Regions from separate parts of the Muntiacus reevesi genome. Here region 1 is linked to region 2. Evidence: chromatin contacts called from public Hi-C data. All regions are on one chromosome and are shown on one strand. Each heading gives the region's core, a stretch centred on a gene start, on an enhancer-like site or on the middle of the called end of the contact. The rest is flanking DNA. Distances are from core to core; before and after follow the strand shown.

The links. Hi-C and Micro-C count contacts between places; a contact is called where the count stands out from the background.
Region 1: a contact with region 2 is called in a Hi-C map of blood, with 3 times the contacts expected there. The contact joins the promoter of TMEM39B here to the promoter of SPOCD1 in region 2. A contact is called at or near these places in 2 of 3 Hi-C or Micro-C datasets (blood and muscle).

The regions. Positions count from the first base shown.
Region 1 is chr3:115,939,978-115,946,235 of mMunRee1.1, forward strand. TMEM39B (transmembrane protein 39B) reads left to right here and starts at 4,476. Exons shown (of 9, transcript XM_065930287.1): 1 at 4,476-4,587. The coding sequence starts at 4,584.
Region 2 is chr3:115,734,516-115,740,526 of mMunRee1.1, forward strand. It overlaps SPOCD1 (SPOC domain containing 1), which reads right to left and starts at 2,706. Exons shown (of 14, transcript XM_065928901.1): 1 at 1,540-2,706. The coding sequence starts at 2,706.

The sequences.
Region 1 (6,258 bases), core at 3,226-5,725, 210 kb after region 2:
AGGAAACTAAGATCCCACTGAGCCTGTGCTGCAACTACTGAGCCCACACACTCCAGAGCTCATGTTCCACAACAAGAGAAGCCCACACCCTGCAACACAGACCCAGCGTGCCCAAAAAGTTATAAATACTGGCTGTATCCTCTGTTCTGTACAATACATCCTATAGCTTATTTATACATAGCAGTTTGTACCTCTTCATCCCCTGCCCTTATCTTGCCCCTCCCCTTTCCTCTCCCCACTGGCAACCACTAGTTTGTTCTCTACATCTGTGAGTTATACTAACCTCACTCTATACTGAGGAAACTGAGGCACAGAAAGGTTAAATAATTTCTTAGGGTCATGCAGCTCGTAAGTGGTAGAGCCAGGATTTGATTGCATGTAAGTTTGGCTCAGAGAAGGTGCTCTGGATAACTATATTTTGATATTGAAAATACTGCCTTACATTGCTATGAATAAAACTGACACTCCGGGAAGCAGTATTCTATCTTATGCTGTGGTTTCAGGACCCCCAGAGGTCTGCATAATCCAGTCCTAACTGATCTTGAGGACAGACATGCCAACCTTGGTCCCAGAATAATAGAACCAAGGAAGAGATCCCAACTCCTGACGTCCAATGACACATGACTGGCGCAGAGCCAGTGGCATTTCCTCAAAAATTCAAGACTCCTGGGAGAGCCAATAGAGAGCAAGTTAATCAGGAAATGAAGACATACATACATAGTTAATCAGGAAATGAAGGAGGGAAGTGAGGGCCTCAGGGTCACAAAACAGCTGAGATGTGTGGGCACAGATCTAGAGGACAAAAACCCAACGAACATTCTGCCATCGTAGTTATTTTCTCCATAGAGCCTGTTGTAGGAGGCAGATGTAGAAGGATTAAGGCCCTAAATGTTTCTAGTAGATGCTAAGATGGAAGTGTATATTGTTCTAGATTCTTTCAGTAGCAACTGTCAGACACCAAACTGGCTTTTTGTAACAGAAAAGTCCATAAAGACTTCAGATATACCTGGATCTAATGATGCTGTTAAGAAAATGACTCCTGATTCTCTAACTTTTCTGTGTTTCTTTCATTGTCAGCTAAGTTCTCCCCGAAAGGTGGCAAGATAACCACCAAGAACTTCAAGTTTATATTTTATTTCCTTAGCCATCCCACAGGGGGGAAATTTTATTGCCCAATAGTTGTGGCAAAGGTCCTAGGATTGCATCTCATTTGGCCTAACTTGGGTCACTAACACACCTCCACCCTCACCCCAGCCAGTCCCTGTAGCCTGACGTGGCAGGGATGGAATGCTTTGATTTGTCAGGCCGGGAGCATCTGCACACACAGGAACTCCAGACTAAGGCAGCCACCCTAAACTTCATGGACAGAGTGGGAGGAAGGGTAGATTCCCAAGGGAAAATGAGTGTTCATATCAGAAGAAAGAGGAATGAATGCTGGGCAAGCAAAATCAGTAGTCGACCTTTACAAGGTGAGCAGGAGCCACAGGTAATCGGTCACATGCATAGTGGTCCATTTGAGTGCCCTTCTCCCCATACCCTGGGTTGATTGAACACCCTCAAATCAATTAAGCAGGATTTCCCTTGTGGTACAGTAGATAAGAATTCTGCTCCAGGAAGACACCACGTGCCACAGAGCAACTAAGCCTGTGCACCACAACTTCTGAGCCCATGCTCTAGAGCCCATAAACAGCAACTACTGAGCCCATATGCCCTAGAGCCCATGCTCTACAATGGAAGCCACTTCAATGAGAAGCCCGTGCACCCCAAAAAAGAGTAACCCCCAGCTCGTGGCTCCTAGAGAAAGCCCGTGAGCAGCAATGAAGACCCAGTGCAAACAAAACTAAATAAATGAAATTTTTAAATGTTTTTTAAAAAAATCAATTCAGCAAACATGTCCTGAGTATTTGCCATGTACAAAGTCAAGTACCTTCCACATGGTAGATGCACAGCAAGACATTCCCCTGCCACCAGCCCCAGTAAGGCAATTACCAGACTCAAGCTATTGCTTCCACCCTGAGGAATGGAACAGCCAAACTCCTATTCTCAGAAACCAGGTCCGATGTCCTCTCTTATGAAGCCTTCCCTTGATTACCTCCCCTGTCAAGGTTAGTCATCTTCCATCCACCTCTGTACCTGGTACATACTCCTGTTGTTACCACATTGGGTCATAATTTATTGATTCTCCTCTGTGTCTCTCCCACTAATGAGCAGCACCTCTGTATCCTCAGTGGCCAACATACAACAGATGCTCAGAAATGTTTATTGACCTGAGTTAAAATGAGTTCCCAGGAATGGCCCAGCTTCAGTCATTGTCTATGGAATATTCCCGAAATCTTTAGCTTCCCTTCCCAACTGGCTTCCTTTCAAGAGCTAGTTTGCCACTACCTCAATTCAACTGAATTGATCCCAAATAAATGCCTATCACATACCAGGTGGTTGCCAGGTGTTGGGGATTCAGTCACTAACAAGATACACTTCAAATTCAGTACTCTAAAGAGGTCGGAACTGGCTCGTCTAACCAGAATTTCTTTGGCTAGAAAAAGGAATCTCAGCCCTGGTTTCTACCCTACTTTGTGACCTGCTTTGTGATGCAGTTGTTCTCCCTTACTAAGCCCTCTTTTTCCCCAGAAAGGAAGGCCTCTTTGTTATTAATATAGCTCTATAATTTAATAGAAGTATATATGTTAAGCTCCATATTTCCATTTGCCTAGGCTAAAAACCATGCAGCAATCCTTATCTTCTCTTTCTTCCATTTGCACACCTATCCAAATTTGTCAACAAACTCTGTTGACTTTACCTTCAAATCCAGGCTCCAACATGACTCATTTCACCCAGTCTGGTACAAACCATCAATATCTCTTGCTACAATCACTGCCGTAGCATCCTGGTCTCCCTGTTTCCACCCCTCTGCCCTACAGGCTATTCTCACAAGACAGCTGGAGTGATTCTTTAAAAAAGGAAGTTCAAAAAAAAAAAAAAAAGGGAGTTCAAGCCCTCCAGTAGCTCCCATCTCATTCAGAGTAAAAGTCTCAGGTCCATTCTCTCTCATGTCCAACTCTCATGTCTATTCCATTTCAAGCCACATTGGCCTCCTTGCTGTTTCTTAAACATAGCAGGCGTGCTCGGTGCTTGTACCTGAGGGCCCTTCCAATGACTTTTTCCCTCTGCCTGAACCGCCCCCTTCCTCTAGATATCTACATGACTGACTCACTCTTTCCTTCAAGTGTTTGTTCAAAAGTCACCTCTGTGAAACCTACTGACTACCCTGTTTAAAATTGCAACCTCCCATCCCCCTTTCCTGTTTTCCTCCATCTCAATCATTCCTTTCTAATGATTTTTACTATATTTTTTACGCCCATCTCCTCCCACTTAACTGTAAGCTTTGTGAATTTCTATTAATTAAATACCTAAATCATTTAATTAATTGAATATTGTTGTCTATTATATGCCAAACATTGTGCTAATTGATGGGAGGTACCAGATGATGGAGACAACTTAGAAGTCTTATGAGGGAAGAAATCATAACAATTACTAGTAACAGCTCATTTATTGAGAGCTCCCTCTGTGTTAAGTGATGGCCATACATCTTAATAGTAATGACGGTTAACATTTATCAAAACAGACTCTGTTCTACATGCATTATCTCATTTAATACTCACCAAGCCCTGTAAAGTGAGTTACCAGTAAAGAGCAAGAAACAGGAATCCAAGACTTGGAACTGGCAGAATCAGGATTTGAACTAATGTAGTGAAAGAAGGATATTCTTCCTCACATATTCTCAGAAGTGAGAAATAATGCTGAAGCTGAAGCTCCAATACTTTGGCCACCTGATGCGAAGGGCTAATTCATTAAGACCCTGATGCTGGGAAATACTGAAGGCAGAAGGAGAAAGGAACGACAGAGGATGAGATAGTTCGACGTCCAAACTCGATGGACAGGAGTTTGAGCAAGCTCCGGGAGTTGGTGATGGACAGGGAAGCCTGACGAGCGGCAGTCTATGGGATCGCAGAGTCAGACACGAGTGGGCGACTGAACTGAACTGAACTGAGCGTCAGGAAGACTAGGTGGAAGACTGGATATGGCGGTAGAAGGAAAAGGAGGAAATGACTCCCAAGTTTTGATTGGGATGGACTAAGAGCAATAAGGCCAAAGAGAAAGATGAAAGCCCAATTTGGGACGCGATCAGTTTGAGGAGCCAGTGGACGACTCATGGATGCAGGAACCGAGATGAGGTTCTGGCCCCCTCCCTCGGTCCTGAAAAGGTGCTAGGAAAAGGCAGGCAAGGGAAGAGATGGAGATAGGTTCTCCTCCCTCTCGGGTTTTCCAGCTGCATTTGCAGGAAGGGCGTGGGAGACCGCGAGACAAAGAGCGCGCGGCACTGCCTTTGTCCAGGGCGGCCCCTTTAAGAAGCGCGCCCCCAGCTTCTAGCCCGCCTTGTATGCAAATCTGGCGGCGGGGCGGGAGCGCGCAGCTGATACCCGGGGACTGGGCTGCGGCGGTTAGTCCTCTCTCGGCCGCCGTCGCCTCCGACATATTGCCCGCAGGAGCTGCGGCGGCGAAGCGGAGAGCGCCGGGGGGAGGAGATGGGTGAGCGGCACGGGTCCGGCTTGGCCCGGGAACGGGCGGGCTCCGGGGTCAGGATGGCCAGGCTGCTAATTGCTCCCCCACGCGGACAGGATCCCGGCGAGGGGAGGGGGAGGGGATGTTGGGCCCAGGGGGACCCCGCCCCCTCCTGTCGTTTTGCGGGTGGGGCTTCTGTTGTGGGGGCGGGACATTGGAGGGGTGGGCGGAGCTCCTAAATTGCGGAGGTTCCTGGGGGCTTTAATGGGGACCCACTGTCCCGGGCTTGAGTGGGGCGGGGCTGCTCGTGGGCGTGGCCTTCATGCTAAGGGCGGGGCTCCTAGCCCGTAGGCCCTGGTGCAGGGGCAAATTTTCTGGGCAGTAGGGGCTTTATACTGGGGAGGTGGGGCGGAAAGGAGACCTTCGAGATGAAGGGAGCCCACTCTGGAGCCGGGCTTCTGGGCAGAGAGAGCTTCTATTGGTTTGTGGGCGGGTTTTCTGAGCTGACAATTGTGTGTAGGCGGAGCTTCTGGGCTGAGAGGCTATATGTGGGTGCAGAGCTTCTAAAGAGAGGAGAGTGGGTGTGGGTAGAGCATTTGGACTGAGGATACCTGTGTGGGGTTTTCTAAGCCAGGTAGAGTAGCAGAGCTTTGGCGCTGGGGCTGGTCGCGGCAGAGTTCCTGAACAAGAACTTTTTTGGAAACGTTGGGGAAAAGCTTCCAGGCGGAGAAGCTAGGGCTGGGGGTGTGGGTGTCTGTGGAGGCTGCTGTGTGGTCATGAGATATGAACAAGGCTTTAACTTTGGGCTTCCCAGGTGGTTCAACGATAAAGAATCTGCCTGCCAATGCAGGAGTCACAGGGTTGATCCCTGGGTTGGGACGATCCCCTGGAGTATGAAATGGCAACCCATTCCAGTATTCTTGCCTGGGAAATCCTGTGGACAGAGGAACCTGGCAGGCTACAGTCCATGGGGTCGCACTGAACACACACATTAACTTTTGGAAACAACTTAAGTGACTCAGCACACACATAACTTTGGGGCTGGGGTGGTGCCTAGGAGCTTTGTGCAGGAGCTTTTTGCAGGACCTGGGAGCTTGGGCTAGATTGCTCAACTGAGAGAAAGAAGTTGTAGGTCTATGTTTTAGGTTCACAACCATGCCATTCTCCCTTGACACTTGCTCAGGCCCTGAATCCTGACTGTGAGAGCTCAGGATGCCCATTAAGGCAGATCTTGGGTCCTGGAGGAATCATAAGCCTACAGGGACTTGTGGTAGTATCCCAAAGGAGCTGCGTATACCGGTTCAAAGAGCTCAGGACCCAGACTCCCATACCACCTGTGACTCTGTGTAAACTGAATTTACTAATCTGGGTAATCTACCTTGCTGGATTCATTCCCTCATCATCATCAATGTGTTGTTATTGAGCACTTACGCTGGTAGAGGGAGGGGATACAGCAGTGAAAGAGACAGACCTCACTGGCCTTCCATTCCAGTGGAAAAGATAGGCAGTAAATAGGTTAACAAATGAATAAGATGAAGAGTAAACTGTGAAAAGAAAAATGGAAATAAGATAGAGAGTTAGAATGGCAGAGCGTACAGCAAGTGCAGAAGGTAGCAGTAAGCTTGGTTTGCTCAAAGAGAGAAAGATTAGGCTGGCTGAAGCATGGGGTCGAGGCAGAGAATGGTAGGAGATGCGTTT
Region 2 (6,011 bases), core at 1,456-3,955:
TCCCATTTCTAGGCAAAGAAAAGATATATATGCATACGAAAAAGATGGAAGAAAGGATATATATACCAAAATGTCAACAGGAGATAGCTCTGAATGTTGTTGGCATTATGGGAATTTTTATTTCTTCCTTAGTTTCAATGATAAACATGTATTCATTTTTTATTAAAAATTAATGTTTTGAGTGATATTTACACAGATAATGTAGTAGCATCTCCAATATAATTACAGTATCAAACAGTGATAAATCACAACAGGCAGCTCATTGGTTCCTATCCTATTTCAACTAATTTGCTTGTCTGACCTTGACATACTCACTTTACCTGTCTGAGCCTCAGTGTCTGCATCATTAAAATGGGTATATATCAATAGCATCTTCTCTATAAGGGTGATAGGAAGACTGAAGATAAGTGCTGGGGAATAGTACCCAGCATGTAGTAAGCACGCCAGGTACTTTTACTACTGCGATGCTAGCGGGGAATGTGCACAAGCAGGCAGTGCAGTAAGCTTTCTGGACAGACTGCCTGGGTCTGCATACTGGCTCTATCATTTACCAGCTGTGAGACCTTGGGCCTGTAGCCACCTCTCTGGGTTTCATGTGAAGACTAAATCAAAAGCACTCAGCATACAACACATATTCAACCAAGGTGATAAAAATTCAATTATGTGACTATGATATATAAAACCAACAAGATATATAGAACCAACAAGGAGCTACTATATAAAATAGGAAACTATACTCAAATATTTTGTAATAACCTACAAGAGAAAAGAATCTGAAAAGAACATATATATACATATATATTCAGTTCAGTTCAGTCACTCAGTCGTGTCTGACTCTTACATATATATAACTGAATTACTATGCTGTAACCTGAAACTAACATGATGCTTCAATTTAAAAAAAATTCAAGCCTCCAACTAGTAAGAAAAAAAAAAAAAACAATAAGAACAAAAATAAATAAATAAATAAATACATAATAAAAAAATTAAAAAAAATTCAACTATGTCAGAAATATACACCAAACACAGCAATGCCATCTTCTGCCCTTGGTATATAAACATACTGACCATAATTATTAGTATTAATAAAATGCTAATTATGATCAATAAAAGAACAATGAAAAGGGAAGCAGTGAACACAGGGAATATGTCTAGGCACTGACTCCCTTGCTGTGTGAACTTGGAGAAGTTTGTTAACTTCTCTGAGCCTCAGCTTCCCCACACGGAAACACAGGGCTAATGCCTATCTCACAGGACTGTTGTAACACTCAAGGAAAAGCACATTTAACACAAATGTATTTACCTTGTGCCTTATGCTGTGCTAGGTACGTTATTTCACACCATCATCTCATTTAATTCTCAAAACAACCCCATTAAAGTGGAACTAGTATTCCCTTTTCACACATGAGGAAACAGCTTAAAAAATATTCCAGGGCCACTCAGCTAGAATGTGGGCAGAGATAGGATTTGAACACATGACTCACTGACACCAAAAGATAAAGATGCCCTTCCCATCCCAACCTCTCAGGGTCAACTTACCAGTCTGGGGCCGCTTCCTGGGCTGGATTCTTCTGGTTGGTCCTGGTTGGAGCTGTCTGGGCATCTGTTAGTGCCCTGATCCGCAGCAGGCACTGGGCCCATTTTCAAACGTTTAGCACACTTGGCATTTCTTTGCCTCGTGGATGGGCTTGAGCTAGCCTTGCTGGCTCCAGGCTCCAGGAAGCTGGAGGGGGTGTTAGCAAGTCCCTGCCCTGGCCTCCCCCCAGACACTGGTAGAGCCCCGACCTCCAGCTCCTCCTGGTTGTGTGAAGTGCCATGGCCATCACCATCGCCAGGCCTCCCCATGTGCTCGGCTTCCTGCTGTGCTGTGGAAGCCTTTCCAGACCCTCCCGGGCACAGCTCAGGGCTCTGGAGGGGATCCTGGGCAGCTAGCTGAAGTGACGGTCCTCCACTGGGCAGGGGGGAGTTCACAGGGTCACAGGGGCTAGCTGGAGGGGTCCCACTCCCTACAGTGGACAAATATTCAAACTTCTGAATCCCTGGGTCACAGTCCACCCAACTTCCACCTGGGTGTCCAGGCCCAGACCCAGTGTCCTTGCAAGAGAGAGGACTGCACGGGCCTCCCAACGACACTACGTCAGCACCTGGCGGGGGGTCTCCCACAGCCTGGGGCTTGTCCCCACTAGGGCTCTGACCAAGCCCCAAGAAGCCACCCTCCTGACCCTCTGAGATGGTCTCAGACCTCCTGCTTTTCTTTCTTGACCCCACACACCCACTACAAAGATTCCCGGGACAACTTCCAGCCAAGACATCATGCAGAATAATCTGAACCCTCTTGAAGGCCTGAGCCCTCCCCTGAGCAGGCGCTGTGGGCAGCTGAGGGATGAGCCTGGGGCTGGGCACTGAATCCCGGTTCTGTCCCACAGCTTGCAGCCCCAGGACCACTGGATGGGCCGTGGCCTCTAGGCTAGCCCCAGGAGCACCCACTGCCTGGGAGCTGGCACCTTGACAAGACTCTTCCCTGAGGACGCGCTTCCTGCTGCCAGCACGAACCAGGTCCCGTGAGTTCTCTCCTGACAGGTTTGGTGCCAGGCCTGACATGGAGCTAGTTTCTCCCACACCCTCCTGGAAAAGTCCAAGGCTGTTGAGGGGACTGAGAACGGGGTCCTCTGTGCTGGGGCCCGCTGGAGCCGCCTCCTGAGACATGTCTGTTCGCCTCCAAGGGCCCAATGCAGAAGGCAGGCCCTGTGAGGAGATAAGAGGTGGGGGTCTGATCTGCCAGCCCACTCAGGACACCAGATCAGTGGGAACTTCGGAGGCAGCCTCCCTTACAGGTGGCACCTCCAGGGCACCCAGGAACCACAGACATAAGCACCCCAGCGGGACACAGCGCCCCAGGTGAGGGAGGGGAGGCCTGTCTCCAAACAGGGTTGAGCTACAGCCACCTTTTATAAGGTCTTCCCCTCTTCTGAGAGTTCACACATTTGCATGTATGAGCTTTAAAAACAACAGTTATTATTTATGAATTATGTACTTCTGTGCATTATTTCATTTCATGCTGGCAGCCACAGGCAAGGAAACTTGAGATTCAGTGACTCGCCCAAGGCCATGCGCAGATAAAAAATGGAAGACCCGGGATTTGGTCCCCGACAAAAAGCCCAGCTCTAAGCCACTCAGGTTAATTGCCCATCACCCTCACATCGGGCCGCGCCTGACAGACGCTCCCAATCACGTTCCCAGCCTGACCAGGCAGCCTCCCACCGTTCAGGGAACCCAGAACCCACCGACCCACTCGCTCTCACCTGGGGTCTGGGGTCTCTGGGCTCCCCTTCTTGGGGTTCGACACCCAGGTGTTAAGGGGTTGAGATCACGTGATGCGGAGAGCGCCCCCCCCCCCAGGGATGGGGGCGGAGTCTGTTGATACGCAAAGGGTGGGACCTCGGGCGTGCTGACGTCGCTGCTCCGACAGAGGGCGCTCTCTTCCACCCAAGGGCTTCCGGGAGGAAGTGCCTGGCGAGGAAGGGCCTTGAATGCCTGCGTCAGAGTTTCATCTTGATCCTAGGTAATGGGGCGTTACTGAAAGTACCTGAACCTCTAGAGAAATATCAGAATCAGATCTATCTAGATTTTTTCCTCCATTATTTATTTTAATTACTGTTGTCTCAAATATAATTCATGTAGATGAACACGCAACACCCAACCCCAACAGAAAGGTTAGAAATTAAAACCTAAAAATGTCCTCTCACTTGCCCAGCTCTTGGGAACAACTTTCTTTCTTTTTTTATTCATGTGACTATGAATAATATACTCATACTTCTGTTCGTTGGTTTATTAATATCTTTGTTGTTCAGTCGCTCAATTATGTTCCTTTCTTTGCCACCCCATGTACTGCAGCTCACCAGGCTAACAGTGTCTATTGACTAACTACTGTGTGATTTCATTACCAATCCCTTCCCCCTTGCTCCTCCCAGTTTTTGTCTTTTATATTTATATATATTTTTGTTTTTCTACTAGTTGCTATTATAGTCATCTCTTTGATTGATGAATTTGGTTCTCCAACTCTCAGGCACACCAGAATTCTGTAATGCTCAAGTCCCTTATACCAAATGGCATAGCCATTGTATGTAACCTATGTACATCCTCCCAAATACTTTGTCATCTCTATACTGTTTATAATGCCTTGTACAGTGTAAATGCTGTATGAATATCTTGCATGTGCTTAGGAAATTCAAATTTTGCTTTTGGAGTCTTTCTTGAAATTTTTTTGAAAATATTTTCCATCTGGGACTTCCCTGGTGGTCCAGTGGCTAAGATTCCACACTGCCAATGCAGGGGACCTGGGTTTGATCCCTAGTCAGAAAACTAGATCCCACATGTGGTAACTAAGAGTTCACAGGCTGCAACTAAAGATCCTGCATGCCACAACTAAGACTCGGTGCAGCCAAATAAATTTACATATCTTTTTTAAAAGAAATGTTGCTGACTTTTTTTTTTTTTTTTTTTTTTTTGCTGACTTTTTAAAATAATTAATTTATTCCTGGCTGCTCTGAGTCTTGATTGCTGTGCACAGGCATTCTCTAGTTGTTGTGTGTTACTTGCTCAGTAATGTCCAGCTCTTTGCAAAACCATTGACTGTAGCCTCCCAGGCTCCACTGTCCATGGGATTCTCCAGGCAAGAACACTGGAGTGGGTTACCATTCCCTTCTCCAGGGGATCTTCCCCACGCAGGAATAGAACCCGTGTCTCCTGCCTTGGCAGGTGGATTCTTTACCGCTGAGCCACCAGGGAAGCCCCATTTATAACATTATGACTATGTAAATACTTTCACTGCAGAGCTAGAGATTTGACTGAGGGGGAGATGAAATTCCCCAGCATGAAACTTGTGCCATGTGAGACCTAGAGAAGCTTCCAGTCAATGGGATTACTACATTCAGTTAGAATTAATACATTTAAATATTGGGTTGACCAAGAAGTTCATAGAGGTTTCCATACGATGTTATGGAAAAACCCGAACGAACTTTTTAGCCAATCCAATAAAGATGTTGGATATTAAAGACATGATGTTGAATTTAGAAAGCAAGAAAATGTTAATGAGGGAAATTGAGTGCTGGGTATATGGAGACTCTCTGTACAAATCTTCATTTTTTTTCCTCCAAATCTAAAACTCTTCTAGAAAATAAAATTTACTTCAAGAAAAAAAAAAAAAAAAAGCTGTAGTGTGATCCATATTGAAAACTCTCATTATATGGCTGTCAAGGTCACAAATAAGGTTAAGAGGTGAGATTGGATGTTACCAATGACCGCAATTACTGCTCTAAAGAAAAATTTTTGAAGATGACTTCCCACCATGGAATGTCCCCGTCATGATGGCAGAGACATGGACCAGGGCCATTAAGACCAAGTAGACTATTTTTCTGGCCCATTGAGATAATGAAAGTCTCCCACAATTGGACAAGGAAAGGAGAAGCATGGTATAGAGGATAAAAGGACAATAGTGACTGATACAAATAGTGCTACTTCAAGCCAAGGTTTCCATACGTTGTTATGGAAAAACCTGAATGAACTGTTTAGCCTATCCAATATCTCAAAGACATGATGTTGAATTTAAAAAGCAAAAATATGTTAATGAGGGAAACTTAGTGCTGGGTATGTGGTCTAAATCCTTTACCTATATTAATCCTATGTTTACCTCTTTTCATTTCCTTTAGTAAATTGGTTTAGAAACCCAGCAGGTATCACTGTCTCCTGATATTCTAAATGTCTTATTATCATACAAAATAATCGAGGCAAAGTTTTGCCAGGTTTTAGCCCAATGCCCTTTACTGAATTGGTTGCTGACTGACTCCTCCACTGATTATGACGTCTCTGATGTATACCTTGTTCCCAGTAAAGCTTGGGTTTATTTCTGGGCTCTTTGTTCTGTTCCAGTGATCAAGTTGTCTATTCCTAACATTCCATTATTTTAATTCTACGGTCTTGTGATAGCATCTTGATACCTTGGGGGCAAGTCC